3 separate regions of the Mus musculus genome follow, and regions 1 and 2 are each linked to region 3. A link is a contact called in public promoter capture Hi-C data. All regions are on one chromosome and are shown on one strand. The core of a region is the stretch at or near the end of the contact, and the rest is flanking DNA. Distances in the headings are between cores, read along the strand shown.

Region 1 (2,925 bases), core at 278-2,777, 160 kb after region 3:
GAGTTCCAGGTGGTTGTGAATGGCCGTATTTGGATGTGGGGGAAATGGAACTCTTGGGTCTTCTGCAAGAGCAGTTCTCTCACTGACCAGCTTGTGGGGGTTGGTGGTTTGTTTTGATTTTTGCTTTATGCTAAGTATTGCCCAGGTTGGTCTCAAAAGGCCTGTGGAATCTGGCCTTGAAATCTTGGTCCTCATGCCACTATCTCCCAAAGTGCTTGGGGTTATAGGTACCGGAAGTAGATGTTTGAAAGAGTGTGGAAGTGGCCGGGCAGTGGTGGCGCATGCCTTTAAACCTAGCACTTGGGAAGGCAGGCGGATTTCTGAGTTCGAGGCCAGCCTGGTCTACAGCGTGAGTTCCAGGACAGCCAGGGCTACACAGAGAAACCCTGTCTCAAAACAAAACAAAACAAAACAAAACAAAACAAAACAAAACAAAACAAACAAAAGAGTGTGGGAGTGGTTTTGTGGCTGTATGGCTTGTCTAGGCCGAGTGGCTTGGAACCCGCTCGTAGACCAGCATGGACTTGAGCTTGCAGAGCTTCCGCCTTTGCTGCCCGAGCGCAGGCGGGCTTGAACCTTCATGCTCTTCGGGGAGAGCCTGCTCCTCTTTCTCCTGAAGTGGGTCTTTTTTATGGGGATGGGGGTGTTCGTTTTTGTTTTTTCAAGCAGGGATATCACACTGTAGCCCTGGCTGACTGGAACTTGCTGTTTAGATCAGGTTGGCTTCCAAGTCCTTAAATCCACTTGCCTCTGGCTCCACAGCATCATCACGCCGGGCCTCTCCAGAGTCTTTAGTTTTGCAACTAGGGAGCCGTCTATAGCATTGTCCCATGGAGGTTCCAGGAATTTTTTGTTTGTTTGTTTGTTTTTATGTATGTCACATTTCTCATGCTTCCACCTGGCGTGTGGTTAGTGTTGTGCTGGGAAGGCCACACCAAGGCCTCTGCATTTATATGCAGGGACACAGAAGCGAATCTTTCCACTGGTGACACAAAGTTCCAAGCTTTGTGCTTATCTGCACTAATGATCATCTGTTCTACGGAGTTGAGGTCTTTCTTGCCAGTGGGTCTGGTGATAATCCCTAGGTATTCGCGAGGGTGCTCACTTTGGATCTATAGGTTCCACGGGGCCCAAATGTGAATCTGCCGTGTTGTAAGTTTGCGGCCCCGGAGAACATGTGTGTGGTGTGCGTGTCTGTGGTGAACAGCTGTGCCCACGCAGCGTGCTCTAGGCGATGTGACCCCTGAGTGAAGGGTGTGCAGAGGGAAGGGCGGGCGTGGGGGTGAGTCCCTTCCCAGGGAATGAGTGGTCTAGGTCACTGCCCGCCCCGTAAGGTGTGCATTCTGCGGGAAGCCCCGAGTCTTTTCCCTGTGAGGGATCCACCAGGCCTTGGCCATCAGACTTCAGAGTCCAGAGTCGGTGTCGTCTGCGCTTTGCTGGCTTCCTCTCAGCGGCGGCGCTGGGGGGGTGGGGGGGGACTGTTTCCGGGGGTGGGGTGGGGGGGAGGACCGGGGCGGGGGGGGAGCCGATGATGTCAGCGGCGGCGGCGGCGGCGGTGGGGCTGGGCCGGGGCCGGGCGCTGGGGGGGGCCGGGGCCGGGGCCGGAGCCGGAGCCGGAGCTGGAGGAGAGCGAAACCCAAGCGGCCGGGGCTGGCCACGGTGATGAGCCGGGCCTGGCAGACGCGGCGCCATCGCAGTCAGGTGGGCCCCGGGGCGAACCGGGCAGGGCTAGGGAAGATGCCCCCTCTCCGCTGCCCGGCGCCGCAGGGGCCGGAGCCGCGCCCCGCGACCGCTCCCCTTCCAGGTTGATCTAGGGGCGCAGGGGTCGGGGGTTCTAATAAGCCCCGCCCCCGGACGTGCACGGCGCTGGGGAGCAACTTAAGAGCGCCCTGGTATGGTGTCCAACGAGCCGTGACTGGGGGACTCGGTCTCCTGGGGCCGTGAAGAGGGTCGCAATCACTCCACCTATGAAGGGTTAAATTCTGCAGCCCAATGCCCCCTCCCTCTGCCTCTGTGGGGCAGGTTGGGGGTTGGGTTGGGGCGGGTGTGATCCCGGGCAAGCGCTGCAAGCTGCTGGGAGGGCGATGGCGTAGGAGCCAGGCAGAGAGGGGGAGGGGTGGCCCTCTGAGCGCCCCAGAGTTGGGGTGTGCAGGGTGCGCAGTGCGAGCAGGGGCCCGGAACCGCCGCGCCGTCGGGGAAGGGTTGTTGCAGTGAGTCCTGGAGATTGTGCCTCCTGCGGTACTGTGGGGCAAGGTAAACTGCTCCTCCTGGGCAACACGGTTTCCCAGTCTGGCACCGAGGGGTCTGCGAGGGCCCTCCCTGATACATAGAGACAGAAAGCCAGGAGGGGGTACTTATTGGTACAGAATTACAAGGTTTGGCTCTGTGGCTTTAGGTGACAGATACCTTAAGTGTGCTGTTCGAGGATTTGTATATAGTTTTTGTCAGCGTGTGTTTTCCTTCACGTATGTCTTGTGTTGTACATATGAATGTTTATGAATGTTTGTTTTCTGCATAGCTGGCATGGTGTGTGTGTGTGTGTGTGTGTGTTATGGTGGACACCAGAATGAGGGGTGTGCGTACCCATTTGAAGAGTGCAGTCAGTTGTGGACATTTGAATCAGAAGGTATCACGCCTGAGTTCCATTTCTGTCGTCCTGATGAGGTGTGGTCCAGTTGTGTAGAGGACAGAAAGGCGGATGGATTTGTGTGTCTGTGATGTACGAGTTTCACGGGGGGCTGCATGTCTGGAACTCAGACCTAATAATCCTCAGGAGCATGTGAGGTGAGGGGTTCTGGGTGGGACATGCAAGATGTGTTTATGGGATCCTGGGAAGCCAAGCACGGGAAAGGTTGCATGTTTGCAACACTCTCCACGGGATTCTTTGGTGACGTTGTTTGTGGGAGCCTGTCTGGGCTGTTGGGC
Region 2 (2,951 bases), core at 25-2,524, 240 kb after region 3:
TCAGCACTAGTAAGAAGTACCCCCAAAGGAACGGGATCTTAGAGGTGAAAGGTCAACAGAGAGACCAAGATATATGAAGCCAGGGATTGCACGGGCAGGCAGTAAATGACATAGCACAGCAAGGCAAGGGGGAGGAGGGGTCTGTGCTGTGCAGAAGGGTCTCAGAGGCCTAGCATGACTCAACTTGCAATTTTCTCCTTACATCCTATCTCTGAGGCATAATGAAGTCATGTTCCCTCATATACACATCAACACTGCCTCACTGCCCTGGTCTCTGGTGCAATCCACCACAGTAGGACCAGATTTCTGTAAGAACCTCTCCCTTACCTTGGCCTGCCCACAGCCTCCTGGGTTGTTCTGACACAGTAGTTCTCAGTTTAGGCTGTACAATAAAAACTAGAATTCTAAGAATCCCTAGTCTGCACCCCAAGCACTAATATACAATTGATAGGAAGTTAAGACCCAGGCACAAGTGATGGGCTAGTTTCGGCTTTGTTTCTTTAATATCTCCCCTAGTGACCCAGGTCACTCCCAAGCTGACCTGGAACTCGCGATCCTCCACACCTGCCCAGATACTATGCTATCTTCTTTTGAGGAAAGGAGTCTTTTGAGAGAGTCTCCCTATTGTAGCCCTGACTTGGTCTGGAACTATGTAAAACAGACTGGCCTCATACTTGTGACTCTCCTCTTGCCTCTCCTTTCCCAAACGCTGGGATTGCATGTTTTGCCTCCATACTGGGGAATGGAGGGCCTGTTCTGTTCAAGTGTCTTTCCCTGAGCCTTACCTCATGCACATTCATTACTGTTACCTTTTGAAAGTCTGTCACGCGTGTAATGGGCGTGCCTGAACTGAGAGGTGACTGAGTGGGTCAACGCTGTGACAGGGGGAGAACACAGCGAGGTCGCCCTGAGAAGAACACCGAGCCAAGTCTGGGAGGCAAGGAATGAGTGTGAATGGTGTTCCGCTGCGTCAGCGAGGCCCGCCCCGCCCTTGGGAGGAGGATCCCGGGGACCGGAGCAGCCACGCGGTGGGGAGGCAGAGCAGCAACCCGCGGAAAAGGCGAGGGTCTTGCTGCTGGGGATAGGGCCGCAATCACCCTCCAACAGGCCAGGTCTCCAAGCCTCTGCAGTCGGAGCGGAAGGGGCGGAACCACGGTGAACAAAGCGCACAAGGTCCAAGGTCCGCGGCCCCGGGGGAGGAGAAGCGCCTGCTTTCTGCGCAGTCGCCCCGCCCGGACTGGGGGGCGGGACTTAGGCGACCCGGGGGTGGGGTCAGATCTGGGCCCGCCTCCACCAGCGCCTGTGAGCCCCGGAGTGCGTGGCCCCCCGACTTATTCTGGGGGCTTCAGGTGAGCCGGACCATAGAGGGGTTAAGGAGACTTTCCTCGGGGTCAGGTCATCTGTCTGACCTCAGGACCATCTGCCCTGCCGTCTGCCAACAGCCATCTCCGTAGAAAAAATGGGAGAACAAAGGGAGGGGGCGGTCCTGGGGCCCCTAAGAAAATTCAGGGTCCTAGGTACCCCGCCCCGCCCGCTGACACTTTCGGTTTCTCCCCGAGTCTTAGGTGCCGCCCTAGAGACCCTGGGCCCGTACTGGGCGCAGCTACCTCTTCGCCTCTGCCTGTCCGTCTTTGTTTCTGTGTCTGTCTAGCTGTTCCCGAGCTTGTCCCACTCCAGAACTAAGTCTCCCCTACGCCAAAAGCCCAAGACTCCCCTCCTGATTCCCATGGCAGGTACGTTGACGCTAGGTTGGGGTCTCCATTATTCCCCCCTGCCCCCACGAAATTGGGTGCCGGGTGTCGAACACATTCTCCAGGAATGTGCTCAGACTGGCTGCGTGGGGCCCTCCCTTCCTCCTGGGGAGCCACCGCCCTGCCCCTCCGCCCCATCATTCTCTGCCTCTTCTTACGTTTTCCGCGGGTGCTCCTGGTCCTTGGGCTGTGAAAGAAGAGTCCACAGATAACTTTCTAATCTACTCCTGCTCCCCTACAGGCTACTTGCCCCCCAAAGGCTATGCCCCTTCACCCCCACCTCCCTACCCCGTGCCATCTGGGTATCCAGAGCCGGTGGCTCTGCATCCTGGACCGGGACAAGCTCCAGTGCCCACCCAGGTGCCTGCCCCTGCTCCCGGCTTCGCTCTCTTCCCCTCGCCAGGCCCAGTGGCTCCAGGGCCTCCTGCTCCTTTCGTGCCATTGCCAGGGGTGCCTCCTGGCCTCGAATTCCTAGTGCAGGTGAGTGAGAGAGAGGATGGCTGGGAGGAGAACTGAAGTTCGAGGTGACGGATAAGGTCAACGCTGCTCTTAACTCTTTACAGATTGATCAAATCTTGATTCATCAGAAGGCTGAACGAGTGGAAAGTGAGTAGGAGATGGATGGAGCAAGATGGGCTTCATGATCTTTATGGCAGTGGTTAGCTTCTGGGCAGGTGGCCCCCGAGCCTCAGCGTGTTGCCCTTCCCAGCGTTCCTAGGCTGGGAGACCTGTAATATGTATGAACTTCGCTCCGGAACCGGACAGCAACTGGGTCAGGCAGCTGAAGAGAGCAACTGTTGTGCCCGCCTGTGCTGTGGTGCCCGCCGACCATTTCGAATCCGCCTAGCGGACCCTGGGGACCGCGAGGTGCTCCGGCTCCTCCGCCCACTTCATTGTGGCTGCAGCTGCTGCCCCTGTGGTCTTCAGGAGGTGGGCATGGCAGGTTTTGGGGTGGTTGGTGGGCAGTGTATGGTAAGCAGCGCAGAAAGAGTTGTGGCTTTAATAGGAGTGGGGGCGGTTTAGTTGAGGGTCTGAACAGTCAGAAGACAGCTGGCACCAGTGAAGAGCGCTGGCCAAGGTGTCCTGGCTTGACAGTAATCCTGTCTGCTTCCCTTTCCAGATGGAAGTCCAGGCTCCACCTGGCACCACCATTGGCCATGTGCTACAGACCTGGCATCCCTTCCTTCCTAAGTTTTCCAT
Region 3 (2,969 bases), core at 98-2,597:
CCTGCCTGAGGATGTACCCATATCAGCACAGTGACCATTACTCCCTCCACCTCTGACATCTGAAAACCTCAAGCCTGGAAAAATACCATCCCTCCTGGCAGCCCCCCACCCACAAAGCAGCCACAGAGGACTCCAAACGCCCAATGGTGGAATACAGACAAACAACTTCCGCTGTTAAGAACCCCCCCTCCCAAGACCCCCCTGCCAGATCCGCCTCCTCATGAATGTTCCCAGGGTCCAAGGGGGTGGGTGAGAGCTAAAAATAAACGAGGTTGGCTAGCTAGTGAGAGCCAGAGGGAGAGTTAGGGCACTCTTCGGGGAGAGGGATGATGACCGTGTGCAGCCGCAGGGCCTGAGCCGGAGCGGGAGCGCCGTGGCACGGACACGCGCGCAGAGCCCGCGACCCCCCGCCCGAGGGGGCTCCGCGGGGGGCGGGCAGGCGGCAGTGACCTACTTTCTCCGCCTCCGCAGCGGCCAGTCAGAGAGATTAGACCGCTGATTCGGGGCCCCTCCCGATCCAAAGCCCGACAGTGGGGGCTGGACGCCAGGGACCCGGCAGGGGAGCTGGGGCGACGCCCGCGGGACCCTGCGCCCCAAAGGCATCGCCGAGCGGTCAGCTACCACCTTTCCCGCGCCAGCCCCGCGTACCCCAGCTGGTCCCGGTGCGCCCCATGAACTGGTGCGTCCGCGGGTTCCACACGAACTCCTTCCACTCCTCAACCACCTGCCCGCAGCTCTTCTTCTCTTTCTGGATGACCATCTTGGAGGCACGGGGCGAGTCCCGGCGCGCTGCTGGGGGCTGCGGAGAAGCCGGGGCGTCGCGCGCTGAAGCCCTCCACGCACCAAATGCGCGCGGGAGCGAGGCAGGGAGACTCCAGTCAGATATACAGCTGCTGCAAATTCCGGGGTGCACAGCCACGCACTGTGGTCTGCTGGCAGTGCGGCGAAGGTGCACCGAGGCTAGGCCCCCCGACTGCGATAGAAAGGGGGGCTGTCAAAACAGGGAAAGATAACCAGGGAAAGGGATGCCGAGGCACCTTCACCCCACACACCGCCTAGAAGCAAAACAAAAAGGGGTGCAAAACCAGACGGCTCCAAAATTCGAGCGAAACGCAGAAAAAGCGGGGTGCAAAGAAGCAGGGAAAGATGGGGGAGGGAGCCGCCCCGAAATCCGAGATGCAAAGAGGCTGTAGAACGCGGCAGGTGGCCGATTAAGGCTCCTCCGACAAACGGCGACAGCCACACCACAGTTGGCCCAGCCAGTGGGAGCTGGGGCGGGGACAAGCAGTTGTGGGGGAAAGACAAGGATAGGGGCCCCCCAATCGGAGGCTCCGCTCCTCAGCAGTGCGGGGAGCGCGAACCCTGCGCACAGTCTTTATAGTCTGTGACTCTGAGGGTGTCCGCCCCCTTCCCACCCACCCCTCAGGAACCCCGCCTCTTCGTTGCTCGCTCAGGAGACCTCATACATATGCAAATGAAGATGGATTGGACCCGCCCCCTGGCGCCTTTTTTTTTTTTTTTTTTTTTTTTTTTTTTGGTCCTAGCGGGTTCTTCCTACCCCAGACCCCAGGTACAGTACTGAAACAAGATTGGAAAAGAAGACAAGAGGGTGAGAGTCTGGGTAGACCTAAAGAAGAGAACACCTCCTGAGAGGCTCAAACTGAAAGACGAGCTGATACGTACTCAAAAGTGGGGGGCCCGGGGCAGGGAATTTAAAAAGAGACTAAGATAGAGTTACTTCGAAAGCCTCCGGAACAGAGGGCTGAATGTGAGAGGAATAAAGAAAAGCAAGCGCCAGACACCAAGAAAGAGCCTAGAAACTAGAACATAGAGAGGGATAGAAGCCACCACAGGACGCCCTTCTTCTCGGTTCCACTGGCTCCTTTGTCCAACCTACCTGTTCTCCATGACCAGGGTCCCTGCCATCTTTCCAAACTTGTTTGAGCCCCAAAATTTCCCTGTGTCCCTGATCTACAGCCAGGTCTGCATGGGTCCTGCCTTCCAGCCGCCCCTCCCCACCAGGTCTGATCTCCAGCCCACGCTTGCTGGAGCACCTACACCTGATGCCCCAGCTCTGGAACCTGGGTTCCCTTGGAGTGATGTTGCAGCCCAATAGCTTAAGAAGAAGAGGGGCAGGCTGGAGAGATGGCTCAGCAGTTAAGAGCACTGACTGCTCTTCTGAAGGTCCTGAGTTCAAATCCCAACAACCACATGGTGGCTCACAACCATCCATAATGAGATCTGACCTTGTGTGTCTGAAGACAGCTACAGTGTACTTACATATAATAATAAATAAATCGAAGGAGAAGGAGAAGGAGAAGGAGAAGGAGAAGGAGAGGAAGAGGAAGAGGAAGAGGAAGAGGAAGAGGAAGAGGAAGAGGAAGAAGGCCATTATCTTTATTTCTTTCTGTGGCAGGAACACCACAGTCCATACTTAGAGGAATTGGTTTTTTTCTTCTACCATGTGGATCCTGTACACAAGGCTAGCCTTGAAGAGATGCTCCTGCCTCTGCCCCCCACATTCTGGGTTTATAAAAATATGCCACTATGATATTTTATTACTCTCGGTGATGCTAGTAATGTGTTTTGTTTGTTTGTTTGGTTGGTTGGTTGGTTGGTTTTTATTTTTCTTTTCTTGAGACAGGATCCTGTTTATCTGAGGCTGGTCTGGGACACTGGTCTGAAGCAGCCAAGGTGGTTTCCACTCCTGAATACTGGGATTGCAGGTGTGTACCACCATATCCAGCTCCAGGGTTGCCTTCCTCTGCTGAAATTATAGGTGTTCATGACTATGTCTGACTGTAATTCCAATTTTACTCCAAGTATCACGGAAGTAATTCTAGCATTGTGAAATGACATAATTAAGTTTAATGGATCTTCCAGGCATGCTGGCCATATCTGGACTCAGCTACCTGGGATCCTGGGGTAAAAGGATTGATTGAGGTCAGGAGTTCAAGGTCATTCAGGAC

What was found. Promoter capture Hi-C pulls out the DNA fragments that hold promoters and counts their contacts.
Region 1: a contact with region 3 is called in a promoter capture Hi-C map of hippocampal neurons, with 2.9 times the contacts expected there. The contact joins the promoter of Zbtb4 here to the promoter of Atp1b2 in region 3. A contact is called at or near these places in 8 of 39 promoter capture datasets (cranial neural crest, embryonic stem cells, hippocampal neurons and 4 more), 3 of 484 Hi-C or Micro-C datasets (embryonic stem cells, erythroblasts and rod photoreceptor), 4 of 115 datasets of contacts at active chromatin or transcription factors (the 230-238 cell line and embryonic stem cells) and 3 of 9 other capture datasets (adipose tissue, liver and pancreatic islet).
Region 2: a promoter capture Hi-C map of fetal liver shows a contact between it and region 3, with 6 times the contacts expected there. The contact joins the promoter of Plscr3 here to the promoter of Atp1b2 in region 3. A contact is called at or near these places in 11 of 39 promoter capture datasets (cranial neural crest, embryonic stem cells, fetal liver and 8 more), 2 of 484 Hi-C or Micro-C datasets (Sertoli cells and embryonic stem cells), 1 of 115 datasets of contacts at active chromatin or transcription factors (embryonic stem cells) and 3 of 9 other capture datasets (adipose tissue, liver and pancreatic islet).

The regions. Positions count from the first base shown.
Region 1 is chr11:69,764,385-69,767,309 of GRCm38.p6, forward strand. It overlaps Zbtb4 (zinc finger and BTB domain containing 4), which reads left to right and starts at 1,528. Exons shown (of 4, transcript NM_029348.2): 1 at 1,528-1,701.
Region 2 is chr11:69,845,343-69,848,293 of GRCm38.p6, forward strand. Plscr3 (phospholipid scramblase 3) reads left to right here and starts at 1,275. Exons shown (of 8, transcript NM_023564.4): 1 at 1,275-1,349; 2 at 1,566-1,733; 3 at 1,993-2,231; 4 at 2,315-2,357; 5 at 2,461-2,681; 6 at 2,872-2,951. The coding sequence starts at 1,727.
Region 3 is chr11:69,604,613-69,607,581 of GRCm38.p6, forward strand. Atp1b2 (ATPase, Na+/K+ transporting, beta 2 polypeptide) reads right to left here and starts at 1,348. Exons shown (of 7, transcript NM_013415.6): 1 at 649-1,348. The coding sequence starts at 760.